3 separate regions of the Hordeum vulgare genome follow, and regions 1 and 2 are each linked to region 3. A link is a contact called in public Hi-C data. All regions are on one chromosome and are shown on one strand. Each heading gives the region's core, a stretch centred on a gene start, on an enhancer-like site or on the middle of the called end of the contact. The rest is flanking DNA. Distances are from core to core; before and after follow the strand shown.

Region 1 (3,598 bases), core at 372-2,871, 420 kb before region 3:
ATTTTTGTTTTTTGTTCCATATGCTAGTAAAAACTAAGAGAAACCAAAAAATGAAAAATCAAAAACATCTAAAAGCTGAAAACGCGTACAATAAAATAAGGAAAACAAAATTCAAGAAAACCACCCAAAATGCGATACATGGCAATGACTGAGAACATGCTAAGTTATGTGCTCTCAGCCCACCTTAAATAGTCAAGTGATCCTTGAAAGGTTTCGGAAGGAGTTCTTCTAGGAAGCAACTAATTGAGAAGCATTTAGCCTTCTAACGGTTATTTCATGTATCATCATTTGGCGCGTTTTTAGCCGGCGTCACGTGTCGCGTTTTAAACTTTTTTTTTTAAATTTGATTTTTTTTATATTTTTGCATGCATTTTCGGCTTTTTAGATTGATTTTTTCCGAGGGTTTTTATGTTTCGGTTTTTCATCGCTCTTTCTTAGCTTTTGAACATAAAAAATGAAAGAAATGCGTAAAAAATGCATCTTTTTCATGAGAGGCACGGTTTTGTTTTCGCAAAAGGCACGGTCGTGCCTCTCGAAAAGGAAAAAAATGTCTTTTTTTTGCGAGAGGCGCGGTTTTGCTATCACGAAAGGCATGGTTTTGCTTTCGTGAGAGGCACGATTTTACCTTCGCGAGAGGCACGTCGGTGCCTCTCGAAAAGGAGAAAAGAAAAACATATTTTCTATTTTTTTATGAGAGGCACGATTTTGCCTTCGCGGACCGTTCCTTTAGGAAAGAAAAAGAAACGGATTTTCTTATTTATTTTTCTGCGAGAGGCACGATTTTGCTTGTGCGAGAAGCACAGCTTTGCTTTCGGAGAGACATGATTTTGCCTTCGCGGAGGCACGAAAAAAACGCTTTTTCTGTTTTTTTCTATCGTGAGAATTACATTTTTTTCTTTATCAAAACCTATCAATGTGGGATCTAGTTTTGAGGATCTTGTCACGAAAAACACAACAGTGAAAATGATTCAAGATTTAAACGCACGGTTTAGGAGATAAAATATTTTTAAAATACGGATCTATAAAAAAAACTCTAGTTACGACAAATGACTCACTTATCGCAACCTGAAAAGGTGAAAATGATTTTTGAAAAATGTATTCTTCAATTAGTATTTCAGTTCTTCTATGCTGTCTACTACTCCGTACTCGTTTTATTTTAGAAACACTAGCAAAAGGACCCATGCGTTGTAACGGAAGAAAAAAATACCATACGGCACACGCTCTTAATTTATAAAAAATGTCTATAATTTGAGAATTTATAGTTACGATACAAATAAAGATGGTCTTATCCTACAAAAATGCAGTTCAAAATTTCACAAGTCTTCTATTTTAACACGGCTTGCATGTAGATTTAATACGTACAAAGAATCAGTCAAGTGACCTTCAGTTTCATCTCTAATCCTGATTTTGTTGACGTGTTCATCCCCAACCCGGATGAGTACCGGTATGAAAGAAAGACGAATAATGACTTATTTATTAAGATTGCACCCTAGATAGTATTTTTATTAAACGTTTAACAGATAAAATAATATCATATTTAAATTCTACATATTTTTTTAATCAAATTCCATGTATAATATGCCCAGCTCAAAGGAAGAAAGAGCATCCGCAGCCCTCCGGTGAACTTTTTCAAACGCAACCTCTGGAGTCTGGACCCACCCCGCTGAGCTGCGCATCTGAGATATGCGGCGGCGCGAGCCTCCGCCGCCGCCGGCCGGCGGCCCTATGACCCGAAGAAGGAAGTTGGCGGAATCCAAACCGCCGGCCGAAGACACCATCAGCAACCTCCCCGACGCCGTCCTCGGCGAGATTATCTCGCTCCTCCCCACCAAGGACGGCGCCCGCACCCAGATCCTCGCGTCCCGGTGGCGCCACCTGTGGCGCTCCGCCCCTCTCAACCTCGACTGCCGCGGCCTCAAGCACGGGGATGAACTCGCTGGTGCCTTGTCACGCATCATTTCTTCCCACCAAGGCCCCTGCCGCCGCCTCTGCATCCACGCCGACCTCCTTGACGCCCCATCCACCACCGTGGACTCCTTGCTCCGGTCCGACGCTCTGGGCAACCTCCAGGAGCTTGAGTTCTCATGCTTCGAGCAGCCGCCACCGGCGTCAATCTTCCGATTCTCGCTCACCCTCCGTGTTGTCACCATCGGATGTTGCAACCTCCCCGACAGCACCGTCCAAGGGATTCACTTTCCCCTGCTCAAGCAGCTCGGCCTTGAATTTGTCTGCATCTCGGAGTGCTCGCTGCACAGCCTGATTGCCGGCTGCCCCACGCTGGAGTCCCTTCTGATTCACCGCAGCTTTGGCTTTCTCTGCATCCGAATCAACTCGCTTTCCCTTAGAAGCGTTGGTCTTGATAGTTATGCTGTTTCAAGAAATAACAAAGTCCCGCTTCAGTTACATGAACTCATCATCGACAATGCTCCTTGTCTTGAAAGGCTACTCCTTCTGCATCAGGAAACTGGTCTGGACATATCAGTAATTGAGGCGCCTAAGCTGGAGACCATAGGCTTCCTTTCTGATGGGTATTACGAGTGCAGTCAGGATCAGCTGTACAGGCTCGCGTTTGGATCCACAGTTATTCTGGTATACCATCGATCCGTCATGCTTCTGAATTGCTCGATTGCATTTCTTTCAGTGCAAAAATCACATATCACCTTACTTGTGCATGGCCTAATGTTGTCGTTCATGCTTGGTGAAGGGATTACATGTTGATAATCTGGCGATGGTGGTGCGCACGGTCAAGATTGTAGCTGTCCGGATGAGAAATCTTTGTTTGGATGCGGTTATTGGTTTGCTGGCATGCTTTCCATGCTTGGAGAAGCTGTACATTAAGGTGATGATTCATCATTGAAAGTTAAACTACTCATTTGACCTGTTTCTGTTCTCAAGTGGTTGATTTAGTTATCTCTGTATGTTCTTTTTAGGCACGTACATCAGAGTCAAGCAACGCGTGGCGTCGTAAACACCGGAATCTGATCAATTGTCTTGACATCCGTCTGAAGACGATAGTTCTGAAATCATATCGGGGCATCAAGTCTCAAGTTAACTTTGTTTCCTTCTTTGTATTGAATGCGAGAATGCTAGAGTCCATGACACTTCAGGTTGAAACCAGTTATTACAATGATGAGTTCTTGGTAGAACAACGTAGGAAACTTCAGCTGCAGGACAGAGTTTCAAGAGGTGCTCAGTTTCATTTTACAACTGATAGATGTATCCGCACTTCCTGGGACATCAAGCATGTCCGTGATTTGGATGTAGTTGATCCATTTGTACGCCGGTGTTGAAAAACCTTGGTTTGGTCAATCGAGGACTTACTCTTGCCTATCTGCTTATCCCATCTTACGACGGTGTTTCTGGTTTCTTAAGTTTGTATTGTCCTGGAACATTAGGACATCAATTTAGCTATATATGCTGTTTGTTTGCTATACTATGTGGCATGTCTAGACTTATGAAGCATATATCAATCTCTGCAATCTCACTGCACGACCAAGGAATAATCAACGATAGTAGATAGCTACAGCCATAGAAGATAATATCTGGATGTGCTTATCTTGACTACCACTGCAAGAACACTAGGACTGATTGATTGTTA
Region 2 (3,697 bases), core at 1,189-3,688, 480 kb before region 3:
CCAGTTCAGCCACTAGCTGTGGCGGATTAGCGATTAGGGAGGTGAATCGCTTGAAGAGACCATCTCTAGGAATCCAGCTGTGTTCCCAGATTTTTGTGGAAGCACCATTCCCAATGCGATGAATAATACCCAGGTTCAAGATGTTCCTTCCATCTGTCACAACACGCCAAATCTGGGATGGGTGGGATCCAAGTCCTGCTTCTAGGATAGAGGTATTCGGTTAGTAGAGTGATTTAAGAATACGAGCACTCAACGTGTTAGGCTCCTGGAACAGCCGCCATACTTGCCTCGATAGCAAGGCGAGGTTGAAGATCTCCATATCCGTAAACCCAAGCCCAACAAGGTTTTTTGGCCTCACGATGACATCCCACGATACCCAACAAGGCCTTCTCTTCCCTTGCTTTCTCCCCCACCTAAACTGGCGAATGATAGATGTTATACCTTCACACAATCGTCTCGGAGTGTGAAGCAAGACATACAAAAAAACAGGGATGGATTGTGCCACTTATTTGATGAGTACCTCCTTCCTTCCTGCACAAAGTAGTTTTCCATCCATCCTTTCACCTTTGCGCAAACTCTATCGTGCAAATACTTGAAAGAACCATTCTTAGACTGTCCCGCCTCTGTCGGCACGCCCAACTATTTCTCATTCATCGACTCATTCTACACATTTAGACAATTCTTCACTTCCAGTTTGGTAGAGTCGGGGCAGCCCTTACTGAAATAAATCGAGGACTTCTCATGGTTCACTCGTTGTCCCGAAGCAGCGTAATAAATATTCAGTAGGTTTGATACATGATTTGCACCCTCCACACTAGACTTAAAAAGCAACAGGTTGTCATCTGCAAATATAAGATGGCTCACAACCGGTGTTGTAGGGGCCACCTTGATTCCAAGTGATGATTACTGAGAATTGAATTTTAAAAGGCATGAAGATCCCTCTACTGCAAGTAAGAATAGGTAAGGGGAAATAGCATCTCACTGCCGATTCCCTTTGGATGGTTTAAACTGCTCAGCTTTTCACCGCTGAACATGACCGAGAATGATACATATCTCACCATGGTCATTACAATCTGGATCTACTGGGTGCGAACCCCGGTTTACTCATAATGGCCTGCAAATAATCCCACTTGAGCATGTTAGCCACCATCTTGGATGCTATTCTATAGAGCACATTACGGAGACTGATAGGTCTAAATTGAGTCAGCTGGGTCGGACTCATTACCTCCGGGATCAACACAAGAACGGTGTCATTAATATTCTCAGGACTCCCCTCCCCTATTACGATGTGCATCACCACGACAGAGACCTCATCTCCACATATATCCTAGTGCCTTTGATAGAAATGCGCTTGATACTGTCGTGGCCAGGCGCTTTGGTTGGAAAACATATGGAAAAGAGCTTGCTTCACCTATTCATTCGTATATTCAACACACAATGATTAATTCATGGCCGACGTTACTTTGCATGGTACATGCATTAGTACATCCCCTATACCCGTCACACACTCGAAAATATACAATGACTTGTAAAATTTAAGCACCATTGTTTTTAAAACTGTTAGGTCCTCCGTGTATATACCAAGGTAGGAGTATAGCGCCTTGATCATAGTTTTCTTTCTCCTCATGCTGGCCCACATATGGAAAAATTCTATGTTTTTATCCCCTTCAGAGAGCCATTGCAGCCTTGACCTCTGACGCCACATGATCTGTTTCCTATGGTATAATTCGAAAAGCCTCTCGTTGATCTTGATCTCTCTGTGCATAGGTCCCGTTCTGGCCGGATCGTCTCGAAGTTGCTGTAGCTAGCGCGTAAGAACTCTAATTTCCTTCTGGACACTACCAAATGACCCCTTGCTCCACCCGTCAGGTCCTTGGCGATCTTTAAAAGTTTGTCGCGAAGATTTCCCACCCCATAGCCAGGCGAAATTGAGTTCCAACGAGTGGATATAGCCTCCTACGAGTTCTCATGCGATACCCACATCACCTCTATATCTAAAACTCGTGAGCCGAGTGTTGTTCCCTTGTGTGCTCGCAAATTCTAGCAAGATTGGCCCATGGTCAGAGGACACAGCCATATGGTGGTTCAACGATGCCAACGGGAACCTAACGTACCAACTCGGTGATGCCAACACGTGATCCAGTTGTACACGAGTGTACGACCCACCATTGACATTTTCTCAAAGGTCGAGAAACGACCTTGGTAGCCCAAATCAATGAGCATGCGAAGATCCACAACATCCCAAAAAACTGAATTTGAGCGTTACTCCTGTTTGCTACTCCTTGATGTTCATCCGGATGTAGAACTTCATTAAAATCTCCCATGCACAGCCATGGCCCATGGGAGAGTATTCAAAGTTGCTATTCCCTTCATCATTTTTTTAGACAAACTATTCCCTTCATCAAGCCCACGTTTGGTTGTGTCGCAGCCGGCGCAAAACGCAAAGCAACATAAGCAGAAGGCCCAGCCCACTGCACTGCCCTCCTCCGAGGGAAAGGGAAAAAAACTCAAACCGAGGTTGCGAGTTGCGACCACGAGTGCGGCGGCGCTCCATCCACCTGTGCCCTAGTCCGGCCACCGTCCAGACATGGAGGCGCGCGGTCCTAGTCGTAAGAGGACCAAATTTACGGCGCTCAAGACCCAAGAGGTGCTGCCGGCCCCGGAGGCTTTGGAAGCCCCCGGCCACGGACCACCTCCCTCCGCCCACAACCAACAACCGCCGCCCGGAGTCGGGGACGACGAAGAAAGCGCCGACCTCATCAGCAACCTCCCCGACGCCATCCTCGGCGAGATCGTCTCCCGCCTACCCACCAACCAAGGCGCCCGCACCCAGATCCTCGCGTTCCGGTGGCGCCACATCTGGAGCTCCGCGCCTCTTAGTATCGACTGCGAAGGCCTCGCCGCCGATAACGAGGTACTCGCTGGCATCGTCTCGCGCACGGTTTCAGCGCATCCGCCCCCCTGCCGCCGCTTCTGCGTCCCCTCGTGCCTCCTCGGCGACCGAGCGTCTACGGTGGACGGATGGCTCCGAACCCCCGCTCTGGACAACCTCCAGGAGCTCGAGTTCTGGTTCAAGCCATACTACCGACCACAGCCGCTGCAGCATCCGCCACCACCGTCCATGTTCCGCTTCTCGGCCACGCTCTGTGTTGCCACCATCGGAAATTGCAACCTTACGGACGGCACCGTCCAAGGGCTTCACTTCCCCCTGCTTAAGCAGCTCGGACTTGAACTTGTCAGTATCTCCGAGTGCTCGCTGCATAGCCTGATTGCTGGTTGCCCTGTTCTGGAGTGCTTGCTGATTAGCCATGGATTCGGCTTTCGCTGCCTCAGGATCAACTCCCTTACCCTCAGAAGCTTTGCTGTCAAGAACTATCGGAAATGCAATGACCAGTTAAAGGAACTCATTGTGGAGAATGCACCTTGCCTTCAAAGCTTGCTCCATCTTGATTTTGACTATGGTCTGCATATATCAGTACTCTCCGCACCTAAACTGGAGACCCTAGGCTGCCTTTCTGATGGGTTTTACATTTCCAAGGAGGAGGATCTCTCCAGATTCGTGTTTGGTTCCACGGTTATTCAGGTACCTTTGCTCATCCTACTTGTTGCCTTCACGAGGCTTCTCAGTTTCATCTCTGTGTGCAGGAAAAATAAAACATTGTGCACTTGTCGTTTCCCTAATTTTCTCTATGATGCT
Region 3 (4,142 bases), core at 1,205-3,704:
CGGATAGTGTTGTTTCCACGTCCGCCACCGCTTCATGCGCATAGCTGAGTTGTCGCCGCCGGTGGTGAGGTTAATGGAAGTGACTGTCCTAGAGGCAGCGGTGATCAAGTAAATTGGGGTGAGGCTAGATTTGATGTCGGTCGGACGCGCCCGATCTTGGTCTCCCGCCAACCCCACTAGCTTTCGGGTTGCTGCCTCGCGTGCGAGCTTGCGCCACACTCACCCTGACTCGCTGAAAACTACCAATTCGAGGGTTTTCAGCGAGCTAGGCTCTGTGTTGTTTTAAGGTTCGTGCTGATGCGAGCCAGCCCACCCCGTATTCAACCAAACACACTTTTCTTGGCCCAACTCGTCCTGAGGCCTAATGCATGCAATCAAATACACCCTTAGTGTGCATAGGTCTAGCTTCCCAACAGTGAATGGGTGGCAGGCGCTAGAGTGGCCCACGACGACCGCGAGGGAGGGAGACGGGGATGGGTGGTCGGCGGCGAGGAGCTTGGAACCCCTTGAGGGACTTGGGGGTCGGGGAGGGGAGGGGAAAAGCCCCGTCTTTCGGTTGAAATCTTAAAGCTACAACGAGTCAAAGCTATATGACTAATTTTTCAATCCTAGTAGCAGCTTGCTCCTTAGGAATGAGTGGAATGAGTGTGAGAAGAGAGAAATGTTTTTTTTCGACGTGCAAGGTATGAGCACTGCCGATTTTCATTAAGAGAGGAAAAAAGAGAACAAAGTGGACCTGTATATAAGGGAAACTAGGCCAAAAAACCTTACAACACACGATTAAAACAGAGGACAATCGTGCAACAACCCAACCCTTGCCGACATCGACAACTCAAAACTCCACCACCAACACGCCCACAAACCTGAAGAGGTGTGAGGACTATTCGGCGACGCCTTCAAGAAGCATCGTCGCCGGTATCCTTCGACCCCCATCGAACCAAGGCTTTCGCCCACAGTCATCCACAACAACTCCGTCGGACCTCGGGAAAGTCCAGCCACACCAAACAGCCTACACGACAACCCTAGAACCGACAAACCACGAACTAGTGAAGGGGAGGAACTCTTCAACGACAACTTCAAGAAGCAATGCCACCGGTATCCATCGATCCCCATCGAACCAAGGCTTTCGCCTAGAGCCCTAAGCCTCTCCACCTATACAAGCACCGGGGAAGGAGCTTAGCCACTGCCAACAGAGAGCGATCTCCCGCAGAAGCAGACCAAAGACGTCGGACCCAGGAATCATCGATCGAGCCACACAACACCAAGGAGACGAGCAACCGTCGATGAACAACACAACCTGACCACCACCAACATCCACCAACGAACCGGATCTGAGAAAGGATGGCCCCGCCAGACATACCACCGACAGGACCACCTACACCACGTAGAGGCCACTGCACCAGGGAGACTAGCAGCTCCAACCAGCACCGCACCAGCCGGAGCACACCACAACCTTGACAGAACAAGCCATCGGCCCGACCAAGCAGGCCGCCTCCGATCAGGAAAGGCGGGAGCAGCAGCTCCAAACCTGGCCCCGACCAGCGTGCACCACCACGCACCGGCCAGCAACGGCCGAGCTGCACCACCCCCGTCGCCAGTCCGACCCCACCAAGAGCCCCCACCGCCGCGTCCACCACACGCCACATCCGGGTGAAGCAGCCCCGGATCTGCGCCCTGTCAAGCACGGACGCCGCAGCAAACGCCACCACCACCCAAGGCACGCCGGGCCAGCTCGTCTCGGGGACGCCACCCCGGCCCCTCGCGCGAAAACGCACCAAGGACCACCATGGCCGCCGCACAAGATCGGCCACCCCCGCGGCACCGCGAGAAGAGGGAGCCCCGCCACCACCGTCATGGCGACAGGCTTCGCCCGACCATGTCAGCCGACGGTGGCGAGGGGAGAGGGCAGGGAGGAAGGGGCGCTGGCGGCAGGATCTGGGGCTTCCGCCCGTGTCGCCCCTGGAGGAGCGACGCGGGGGACGGGGCGGGTGTGGTGAGGGGGGGGGGGTTGAAGAGAGAAATTTTGTCTATGGAGGTCCAGCTCTCCTTTGTGCCAATCTCTAAAGAGGAACGATGGTTTCTTTTTCGAATATCCGGTTGTATGATTTATTTATCGTTTTATTAGAGTGTAAGTACGCGCGCTAGCCAAGCAGCGTTTCTTTGGCTAGGCGTGTCTTTATTTTATTCATAATACTATAATCAATTACCTCTAATTAAATGCGCCGGTATCCCGAAAACCTTGCGTGTAGGGGCAGCTTGGGAGCCAAACACCGTCCCAACCGCGTGGACGCCCTAAAACCGCATCCACCCGTCCATCCACCGCCACCAACCGCCCAGATCGACGCGCTCTCTCTGGAAACAAGGAAGAAGACCAGCGCAACCCCGCCTCACCACGCGGCCGCCGCCTCAGCCCCAGCGGAGCCATGCCTTATATTCCGTCCCCCCACGCCACGATCCCGTTCACAATCGAATACAAACCCCGTCTCCTCCTCCTCCTCCCCCCCTCGCCGACGGGAGCCCAGATCTCTTCCTCCGCCGCGCCAGGACGAGCTCAGCCCCCTCGTGAATGGTGGGAACCCACACGACCTCCGCCTCCCCCTCCTCGCCGCAGCAGACGGAGAGGGACTCCTCCGCCTCCTTCCGCTGCTTCGGCGCCTGCATGCAGGGCTGGTACCACCGCTGCATCGGCCTCGACCCCTGAGCGGCCTCCCTCCTTCCCGTCGGCGACCCGACACACATTTTTCGATCCCCCCCGCCCGCGTTATTTTGATCTCCAGTTTTTTCCTTGCCGAGAAAGAATTCAACAGAAAAGAAAAGAGAGGAACAAGCGAATTTTGATTGATAGGTTTCGTTTGGTTTGATTGAATTGTCCGTCGCTATGGCTGTCGCTGTGCCCTCGACGCTGCCGATGAAGCTTAGGAGGGTTGAGCCCCGTGGCAAGGCCGCTGCGGCAGGGGTGGCGCGCGTGCTGGTGACGGTCACCGTGCTCGGGAGCGCCGGGCCGCTCCGCTTCCTGGTCGACGAGGGCGAGTCGGTCAACGGGCTCATCCGCTCCGCGCTCCGATTCTACGCCCGAGAGGGCCGCATGCCGCTGCTCGGCGCCGACGCTGCCAACTTCCTTCTCTACACCGCCAATGGCAGATCCGACGGTAAGCATGGTTTCATCATATAGATTGATAATTTATACTCTATTTCTTGGCGAGCACGTCCCTGAATCCCAAATTCGTTCGTTGCAGCTCTCAAGTCCGATGAGAGGATCAGCTTCAATGGATGCAGGAGCTTCATGCTATGGCAGAAGACTGTCGCCGACAAGAATGGGTCTGAGCCAGTGGTGGCTACCACGGTTAATTCTAGCCCAGGCAGAAAGGGGATCGGCGGCTGGAAATTTGGCCTAAACAAGATCCTTCTCAACTTCAGCTTCAAGGTGTGACCCATCGATGAGTTTGAAACTAATAAATATTTGAAACTAATAAATGCGATTCGGCGAATCGATTGTAATCGGCTGTCAATTTTACTGAATTTGGAAGTCTGTTGCTTCTGCATTGTCTTTTTTTGTTTGTTTGGTTCAGTTGCTGTTCCATCGTCCTCTACATGAATGAATGAATGAATGAGATTATAAGTTTTATTCATGCATTCAGAATTGTTCAGTGTGAAACTTATATGCATTGAAGTTAAATTTACTCTGGTTCGATTCTTATGCTGTGTTTATGTGCATCAAATAGCGGATCGATCAAAGGAATCTGCTGAGGGTAATCGCAAAACTACCCAAGGGAATGAGTTGTTTTGGCCGCACTGCTGTAAACCAAGTGGTTATTTGCAATCTTTGTGATGATTCAGTGCTTCTAATATGCTGCCATTTATGTTCGATACATCTAGATACTGTCATTTGTCACAATTCAGTACGCTGTCATCTGGCGTTTTGTATCTCGTGTCAGGAGATACTTCGTGTAGAATGTCACGCAGCACTCGGTTCTCAAATCATCAATAAGCAATGACATGTGAATTTCCAGAAACCTGAATGTTTATCATACATTTTAGGGTTCCTTTGGAATTTTTCCTATAGGATGTTCTAACCATCCACTCAAATCTCTTCTGCTTCAAATCCTCTAGGATGGAGATGAGCATGACATCTTCTGCATCCG

The links. Hi-C and Micro-C count contacts between places; a contact is called where the count stands out from the background.
Region 1: a contact with region 3 is called in a Hi-C map of leaf, with 9 times the contacts expected there. The contact joins the promoter of LOC123395312 here to the promoter of LOC123394920 in region 3. A contact is called at or near these places in 2 of 6 Hi-C or Micro-C datasets (both in leaf) and 1 of 1 datasets of contacts at active chromatin or transcription factors (embryo).
Region 2: a Hi-C map of leaf shows a contact between it and region 3, with 2.0 times the contacts expected there. The contact joins the promoter of LOC123453178 here to the promoter of LOC123394920 in region 3. A contact is called at or near these places in 2 of 6 Hi-C or Micro-C datasets (leaf and seedling) and 1 of 1 datasets of contacts at active chromatin or transcription factors (embryo).

The regions. Positions count from the first base shown.
Region 1 is chr5H:66,999,020-67,002,617 of MorexV3_pseudomolecules_assembly, reverse strand. LOC123395312 (F-box/FBD/LRR-repeat protein At3g26920-like) reads left to right here and starts at 1,621. Exons shown (of 3, transcript XM_045090297.1): 1 at 1,621-2,589; 2 at 2,705-2,839; 3 at 2,931-3,433. The coding sequence starts at 1,684. The coding sequence ends at 3,290.
Region 2 is chr5H:67,057,271-67,060,967 of MorexV3_pseudomolecules_assembly, reverse strand. It overlaps LOC123453178 (F-box protein At5g03100-like), which reads left to right and starts at 2,438. Exons shown (of 3, transcript XM_045129951.1): 1 at 2,438-3,583. The coding sequence starts at 2,588.
Region 3 is chr5H:66,575,712-66,579,853 of MorexV3_pseudomolecules_assembly, reverse strand. It overlaps LOC123394920, which reads left to right and starts at 2,454. Exons shown (of 2, transcript XM_045089806.1): 1 at 2,454-3,149; 2 at 3,237-3,633. The coding sequence starts at 2,879. The coding sequence ends at 3,430.